2 separate regions of the Zea mays genome follow, and region 1 is linked to region 2. The links are chromatin contacts, called in public Hi-C maps. All regions are on one chromosome and are shown on one strand. Each heading gives the region's core, a stretch centred on a gene start, on an enhancer-like site or on the middle of the called end of the contact. The rest is flanking DNA. Distances are from core to core; before and after follow the strand shown.

What was found. A called contact is a pair of places that touch in the nucleus more often than the background predicts.
Region 1: a Hi-C map of ear shows a contact between it and region 2, with 1.6 times the contacts expected there. The contact joins the promoter of LOC100273812 here to the promoter of LOC100382208 in region 2. A contact is called at or near these places in 2 of 25 Hi-C or Micro-C datasets (ear and leaf).

What each region holds. Positions count from the first base shown.
Region 1 is chr2:1,211,186-1,215,470 of Zm-B73-REFERENCE-NAM-5.0, forward strand. It overlaps LOC100273812, which reads left to right and starts at 2,291. Exons shown (of 7, transcript NM_001148213.1): 1 at 2,291-3,110. The coding sequence starts at 2,986.
Region 2 is chr2:1,030,621-1,035,189 of Zm-B73-REFERENCE-NAM-5.0, forward strand. LOC100382208 reads right to left here and starts at 2,706. Exons shown (of 1, transcript NM_001174966.2): 1 at 570-2,706. The coding sequence starts at 2,691. The coding sequence ends at 646.

The sequences.
Region 1 (4,285 bases), core at 1,041-3,540, 180 kb after region 2:
CAGCTGAAAAACTTTTAGCTCACCAGGTCAGTCGATGTAGTGGTAGCGTGATTAGGGGGGTGTTTGGTTACACCCCGCTAAAATTTAGCCCATGTCCCATCGAATGTTTGAACCTCCGTTCCGGGTATTAAATGTAGTCGGATTATAAAACTAATTTGTCAGCCGAAGATTAAAAGACAAGACGAATCTAGTCCAGTTGGTTGGGTTTATATTTCATACTTCTATTTAAAAGTCAAACGCTTGATGTGACTCGGGCTAAACTTTAGCAGGAGCAACCAAACACCCCCTAGATTGTAGTAGCAGCTCCAAGTTTTGTAGTTTAATTACAACCGAAGAGAAGTGTCATTAACGATGATCTATGTACAGCTGACGGCAAGTCGGGCTTTCAAGCGCCGTTGCTTTTGGAAAGTCCTAGCACGCAGCAGCAGCTAGTTTAATGGAGAGGAGGGGGAAAAGCAGCTAGCTAGCTAGGACTAGCAAGGACAATTAGTAGGAGAAAATAGAAAATAGCAGGCAGTCGTACATAGATAGATGATGCACGGCTTAAAGTCTGGAATTAAATTGTCTTCTGAAACCACTCGTGGTTGGTTCATCAGACATTCTGAACTAGTATACTGTTGTATTTGCATTCCGTTTATTAGCAAAGCTCTTTCGGTGCAAGAGATGCATACCTTTTTCATTCATATGTCCTAAGCGCATATGCCAAAGCTTAGTATTTGAAGTGTTGGATGTAATATATACAACTGCAGTACGTGTAACTGTGGAACCTTGTAAATAATAAAGATTAACTATACGTTCGGACTTTAAAACAACATAGTTTTCTTGAGAAACCTTCAGAACATCATTATGAGTAGAAAATTTGAATCTCACTGCATGCAAGGTGCCCAAAGAAATAAAATCTCTCTTCATCCTATGAACATAGCGAACATTAGTAAGGGTATGGTGGACTTCCGTACTAGCTGAAGGTGTGCTGAACTCCTGTACTATCAAAATATAATTCTGTGTGCCCTATTTTATATGATCCCGTGTCGCATATCTATACTATACTTAAAGCACCAGTTTCAACGGTCGTCATGCGTCATTTTTTACAAATAACCCCTCACAATTATTTAAAATTAATCAGATGTACGTCTATAGATGTCAAACGACGTCCGACACGGGCTAGATGCACGCGGGCCACAACTATGGCACAGACACGTCATGCCGGCCTGCTAACTGTGTCGGGCCAGCCCGTTAGCCCGTCGATCCATTTAATTAAATCAGCGTAAAATATTAAAAAACCGTGCAGGAGGTGGGGTTCGAACACATGCCCTGATGGAAGAAGGGCGGGAGACACTGAGTGAAACTGTCTAACCAGTATAACATCACACTAAGATGTTTTTAATATTGAATATAAAAATAAATTGTATATAGGTATATACGTTTTTGTAAAATAAAAAAATAATCGTGTCGGACCGGGCCAGCACTACGGGCCGAGGCTACAGCCCAAGCACGACACGACATTCTTGGCTCTTGCAAGCATTAGATCGTTTCTGAGACCACATTGGCGCAATGAGGTACATGGTGTTTGAGGTTGCTGAATTGGATGGAGCAACAATGATTTGTCATACTAACAGCAAAATGAAAGGTTATTTGTTGGTTTTAAACGTTAGTAATTGCTACGAGGTAACATAATTTATATGGAGCACATCCAGTTTTTATTGATGCCTGATTTTAGCAATCATTCCATATTTTGATCTATCTTTTTTATAAGTTTGACTTATGGGACTTATTTTAGAAACTTGATGTCACAAACTTTCTCTTATTTGGTCTCTGTATGATGTAATTATGTCATTTTATAATCTCTGTTCATTCAATCAATCATTGTGAACTCTCTTCTAATCGCTCACTTCATTGGCCGTGTTGTACCAAGACATATTTACATGGAGTAAACAATAACATCAGTTAACCAAATCAAAAAATATATTATACAGAGAGTGGAGACAATTAATAAAAAATCTTAAATTTTTTTTAATGGATAGTTTACGTAGGTATTGTTGTAAGCCGTCGCAACGCACGTACAACTGACTAGTTTTATATGATACACCAATCTAAATGTGTGCTGGACTCCGGTACTAAGTCGAGTGACACTCCATTTAACTGTCTCCTCAAATATTTGAGAATTTTTGGTGATAGATATTTTAGTCCAAAATCTCTCACCTCTTAAAATAGATCTACGGAGACGAAAATAAAAAAAAACTGAAATTAATTAATAGAGGTAGCCTTGTTCATTCCACGGCATGTCGATGATGGCAAGGGTTCTGCTGCTGTCGGTCCAGTAAAATACAGTAACAACAAGAAGGATGCTAGGGCACCCTGTGAAAACAAAAATAGATTGGTCCGTCGCGCCATCAAGGTCAGCGACACGGCCCACGCGGACCCTACTCTTCTCCTTGTTCCGTGAGATCCGCGGTCGCGCTCTACAACGGCATGATCCGGGGTTGCGCTTACCATGGGGCCGCACGAGCGCGCGCTGGAGCTGCTCGCCGAAATGCCGCGCCGCCGCCGTGTCCGTTTTGTTTTTCCCCATAAGAAATAGAATATCCAATCGAATTGTCAAGTGCTACCTGATTTGAAAATGTTTTTCCCTCTAGGATGATCTGATTTCAGATCTCACCAGAAGAAGCACTACCTGGTTATTGGAATCCAAAAATTTTTATGTACTGTTTTGATCAGTGAAATTCACACTTCGCTAGTCCAACAAGCTGACAGGAACGGGTTCTAGACGGATCGGACGGCACACGATAACAGCTGCCGGTGTCCCGGACCATCCTGTCCATCCCTCTATAAACGGAGCCCTGTCCAGTTGTGATCGAGACCCCTCGCAACCGCCGGCCGATTCGAGCAGCGCCCCAGCAGCCTCTGCTCCGCTGCCTCTGGCGACCGCCGGAGCCCGAGGAGGAGGAGGAGGGAAGATCTCGCTCGATCCAAGGAGGTGAGTACAAGATGGTGAGCTCCTCGTCGCCGGTGGTCAACGTGTACCCGCTCGCCAACTACACGTTCGGCACCAAGGAGCCCAAGATGGAGAAGGACACCTCCGTCGCCGACCGCCTCGCCCGTATGAAGGTCAAGTAAGTGCGCTCCGCCCGTGCTCGGTTCGTACCCCCTCCGCCGCCCGCACCCCAGACGTTAGGTTTTGTTCTCTCGCCGGAAACCCTAAACCCTAGCGCTTCAGACCACAAAACTACTTGCTTGGCTTAGGGGGTGTTTGAATGCACTAGAGCTAATGTTAGTTGGCTAAAATATAATTAACTAACTAACAAATATTACCTCTGTTCGTTTATATACGTCGTTGGTCAGTTCAATTTTGAACTAAATGGCGTCATATAAAAAATCGGATGGAGTAGTACTGGTAGCTAACTATTAGCTAATTTGCTAAAAATATCTAGTAACTAAACTATTAGCTAGACTTAGTAACTAAACTATTAGCTAGACTGTTTAGATGTCTTGAGCTAATTTTAGTAGCTAACTATTATCTTAAGCGCATTCAAACATGGCCTTATCCCCAAGCTGGCCCAGGGAGTTGCTTGGACTGGAGAGTAGTAGGCAACGTTGCTGAGTCTATGCACTGCTGGCAGCTACGTTGTTGCACGTTCCCGAATCAATTCTGTAAATTACTTGAATGTGATATGTCATGTTAGATAGGGTCATTTCTGTAAATTACATGAATGTGAAATGTCATGTTAGATAGGGTTTCTTGCATATTGTGCATTTGTGTGTCATACCTCCTTGAAGGGAAAAAACTTGCTGATATATGACAACATAGTTTTGAGGTTGCACTTTGTTGCTTTATTTATCTTCTTTGTTGAAGTTTTCAGTTGAGTGGAAAGTGTATTAGGTGGTGAGTAGCAGGGTTTTACACTACTTTTGGATAATAGCAGAGGCAGACATTTAGAATGTTTTAATTTTGAAATTAGGACATTCCCCTGCTTGCTTTTGGCTGTGTTTATTTCAAGTAGGCATCATTGGATGGCTGTTTTGTTGTCTGCAGTGGGTTAATTGTACCAGCATAAATTGCTAAAACCTGGTTAATTGCTCCAGCCTTTCATGTTTTAGTTGTTCTAGGACGAATCTTTCTAGTCAATCATTTTATTATCATGAGGCAATTCTTTAATTATCTGAGCACGCCACAAATAGCTTTACCACACGACTGTATCTGTAAAGGCAATGGTGTAGAGTTTCATCAGGTCAAGTACACCAGAAAGGAAGTCAAAATTTTAAAATGTTTTTTCATTCATTTGTTTGT
Region 2 (4,569 bases), core at 1,456-3,955:
TTATAATTTTAGTCACTCTGTTACCGTTGCATTTTAGTCATTCTATTATAGTCTCTATCGTTCTCGTTCACACATTCAGACATTACGTTACAGTTTCATTCATTCCATTATGGTTTCTGTTACAATTGGAGTCATTTCCTTACCGTTGCAGTTTTAGTCATTCTGTTACCTTCTCACATTCATTATGTTACAATTTTAGTCATTTTATTACAGTTTAAGGCATTCCGTTATATTCTTAGTCATCCATTCTATTACAGTTTAAGCCATTCCGTTCTAGTTTTAGTAATTGCACTATAATTTCTGTTACAGTTTTAGTCAATTTGTTACCGTTAGTCATTCACTTTCGTTCAAAGAATGGATTGAATTATTCGAACCAAACATCATGGCAACTCCACTCCATTTCACAGAAATTGTCTACGTATTTCCTTGCCGAACTCGACGTTAGCTCCGCCCCCCCGGTCCTTGTCTTGTTGAGCAAAGTCGTCGCTGCCGCACATCATGGCACTGATTGACCTGTTCTGTCCCCGTCGACTTGACTTGGCTCACACTCATACTGTGCTACATGGCTGGATGAACCATCCCCCGGCCCATAAAAATAAAAATAATTCGGACATAAAAATCCACAATGTGTTGCTTGCCATTACATCAAGATGTTTTCGTGCTGGAATGCTCGATGTCGAGTGATGACGCTGCCATTGCCATGGTTGGCAGGCTACTGCCCCAGGTCATCAGTGCTTCTGCAGACGACGTTGTTGAGCCGGAAGCATGAGCCGCCGGTGGCCCAAACGTCGCAACCGGCATCTTGGCGGGCAGTCTCGGCGGCGGCGCCTCGAACCGCAGCACATTGACGGCCTGCCGGATCGTGGGACGCAGGCTGCGGTCTGGGTGCGCGCACCAGAGGCCGACGAGCATCGCGCACGCCATCTCCTGGCTGTTGAAGTTGTTGCCGAGCCACGGGTCGGCCGCGTCGAGGATGCTTCCGCCACCGTACGAGTCCCAGACCCACTGCACCAGGTGGACGTAGTCCTCCTCTCTCACGAGCACCGCCGGCCGACGCCCACACGTGATCTCTAGGAGGAAGACGCCGAAGCTGTACACGTCCGACTCGACGCTGGCCTTCCCGGCGAGCATGGACTCCGGGTCCATGTACCCGAACGTGCCGGCGACGCCCGTGGTGTGCGAGCGGCGGCCGTCGTCGATGAGGCGCGCTAGGCCGAAGTCGCCGAGCTTGGCGTTGAACGACGCGTCCAGCATCACGTTGCTGGGCTTCACGTCTCGGTGCACCACGCGCTGCTCGGCGTCGTCGTGCAGGTACAGCAGCGCGGCGCCGACGCCGAGCGCGATGCCGTACCTGACCGGCCACATCAGCACGCTGTCCGGCCTGTGGAGGTGGTCGTCGAGGCTGCCGTTGGGCATCAGCTCGTAGACGAGGAGGAGCTTGTTGCCGCTGCCCTGGCACCAGCCGATTAGCTGCACCAGGTTGCGGTGCCGCAGCCGGCTGATGATCACCACCTCGGAGACGAACTCCTTCCAGCCTTGCCGCGCGGTCTTGGACACCCGCTTGACGGCCACGCAGCGGTTCCTGCCGTCGGTTGTCAAGATCCCGCGGTACACGGATCCAAAGCCTCCGCTGCCGAGTCTCCGGTCGTCAGAGAAGTTCTTGGTGGCGGCGGCGAGCTCACTGTAAGAGAACTGCCGTGGGCCGGATTCCACTAGGTCAAGGTCCAAGGGTTTGAGAAGCCCTGCTTCTTCATCCTCTCCCCGTGCCAGTCGTTTGCTTGGGGCCATGGCGGCAGCTGCTGCTTCTTCTTCTTCAGAAAGCCATCGTTGGAGCCAAGCCAGTGTCACCAGTATCGCAAGGTAATGCTTCCAGATGCAATACAAGGATATAGTCACGATATTTGCCACGAAGATGTATCCGAAACGATCATTGTCGTTGTTAATCGAGGAGAGAAGGGAGACAGCCAGAACAAGCACAAGAAAAGCAGCAGAGACGACTTTCATCTTCCTAGTGGAGGAGTTGCAGATGTATAGGCAGCCGATGGCGGCGTAGGCTACCAACTGAATGAGTAGCCGTATTGCACCGTCTCTGTAGTAATCAGGAAGAGAATACGAATCTGGATAATAGCTTATAGGGTAGAAACGACAAACATAGTCAAATATGACCACAGATAATAGGATAGTTACGATTGCAACATGTGAGATGGTTCTTCTCACTTTGCTCATCGAAGAAGTATAGTTAAACTTCCAGACGCAGTAGGAGGATACAGCCACAATATTGGCCCCGAAAACGAAGTCGATGCGAAACCTGGAGGTGCGAACTCCAATAGATGAGAGGAGGAAGACGAGCAGGAGAAGTAGAAGAAAGCCAGCGGAGATGAGCTTCTCCTGCCGAACCGAGTTGCAGATGTACAGGCAGGCGACGGCAAGGTAGGCTACTATCTCAATGGCTAGCGATGCAATACCATACCTAACGGAGCGATGAAGCACAAGATAAAGATACAGATAAAGATAAAGGTAGGCAAATATGATGACAAAGAAGAGGATAGCTACGGTTGCACCGTGTAAGATGGAGGAGCGTCGACGGCGGGAACGGGAAGGATGGACGACAGTACCGGAGGCTTCTGTGTCTGCCATGCTCACGCTCTGAACTGGATCTATGGAGGTTGGAAGTGAAGGAAGACATGACATGAAAATACCCGGGGGGAAGGGAGCAGAGCTTGTGTGGTAGGCAGCATCGCAGCACGGAAGAACAGTGGAACGAAGCAACCCGCCCACGACCACGAGTGGGGCAGGGGCCCACGTGGCATAGTGCAGCTGGCAGGTCGTAAGACGACCGGGTATGCGCGGCAGTCCGCAGAAGTCTCTCTCTCTCTCTCTCTCTTGAAGCGTCAACATATATGGCCGCCGCCAACAGGGTCGCCGTCAACAGATCGTAATACTCGCAAAACTATGTACTCCTTTTAAATAGAGCTGCTCAACTATAAAGTTAATGGAAATGAGAGCTGTTAGTATGTGTCCTTAACACTAGCTGGTTAACAGTAATTGGGGTAGGGTTAATCCTAACTGTCTAACCGCGCCCCTGATCGTGGGCTATCCTAACCGTTGGTTGCAGCCTCTGGTCACACGACACCATATAAATAGATTAATGGGTCCTCGCTCGACCACAAAACCCTAATTGACACTTTGAGAGGAACCGATCCCCTAGGCGCTCAGAGTGACTCGAATCGTTGTGACTATGTCTCATATCCCCGTTATCCCATCGGGATCTGAGGTTCCCCTGCAGGCAACATTGGAGGAGCTGATCCACCGCCGATCAACGACGGGAACCATTCTCCTCAACACACGCAGGAAGATCGAGAAGGAGGAGGAGACGGACCTTCACTGCAAGACGTCGTCGCAATGATGGATAGGAACAACAACGACGGTATGTATACATGTATCCCTCATTAGAATAGATCTACTCATCATCGATGTACTTTAGACACGGATTGGTATTCTAGGGACGTAGGAGTTGATCCTAAGCACCAAAGATTCTAACAATGGTATCAGAACCACCTAAGAACCCTAGATCTCCTAATCCGCATCAATTTTAAGAGATCACATAAAGGTCTCGGATCTATGTGAATGAACTCATTTTTTTATCACCGTTCATCACCCGAGAACAAAAGAGATTAGAATAGACAGGAGTTTTAGAACTCTCGGGGTTAGGGTTTACATGGCCCTAAATCTAGGGTTTTGGCCACAGTAAAGAGACTAGGTCTCGGCCACACCCATGAAAATCGAGAGAACAAAACAAACCGACGTTTAGGGTTAGGGTTTTTAATAATCTAACCCTAATTAGTGTCAACAGAGATGGCGCACAGGCCTCGGGATCCAACGATCCACGACCAAGAAATAGTAAAAAAGATACAGAAACCACACAGATCTCGTTAGGGTTTTTGAACCCTAACCAAAATATTCCCCAAAAGTGCATAGATGCACAGATCGAATCAAAGAAAATAATAGAAAAAATCGCGAGGGCCCGGATCTACGCGTCTCTACCTTCAAAACTCGACCCCGTTACAAAATATTCATCTCATACATGCATACCGTCGGAGAGGAAATCTCCGGCCGGGTGGCGGAGTGCACCCGCCCTAAATCCTAATATGAGGAGGGGCCTAGGCGTTTTGCTTGTTAGTTGGAAATTGGGATGAAAACGCAAGAACACACAAGGATTTAGAGTGGTACGGGCCGTCGGAGCGTAACACCCTACTCCACTGTGTGATGTATTGCTTGAGAGCTTGTATGAACTTGTGAGTGTCCGAGTGAGCCTAACATTGGGTTTGTCTTGTAACGTCGCATGCCTCCCCTTTTATAGCTGAAGGGGGGCATGCACAAAGGTCCTGAGCCCCGACATGTGGGCCCAGGGACATAAAGAATATAACACTTGGGCCTACTAACGTTTACTGCTGGAGTGATCTTCTTATGCCCTGACACCCGAGATCTGCGCGTCTTCGGCGTGCAGGGGAGGCTTCTCGTAGAAGGGATGATGAGCTCAGTGCGCCGCTCGGCACGGGCGCACTGTTT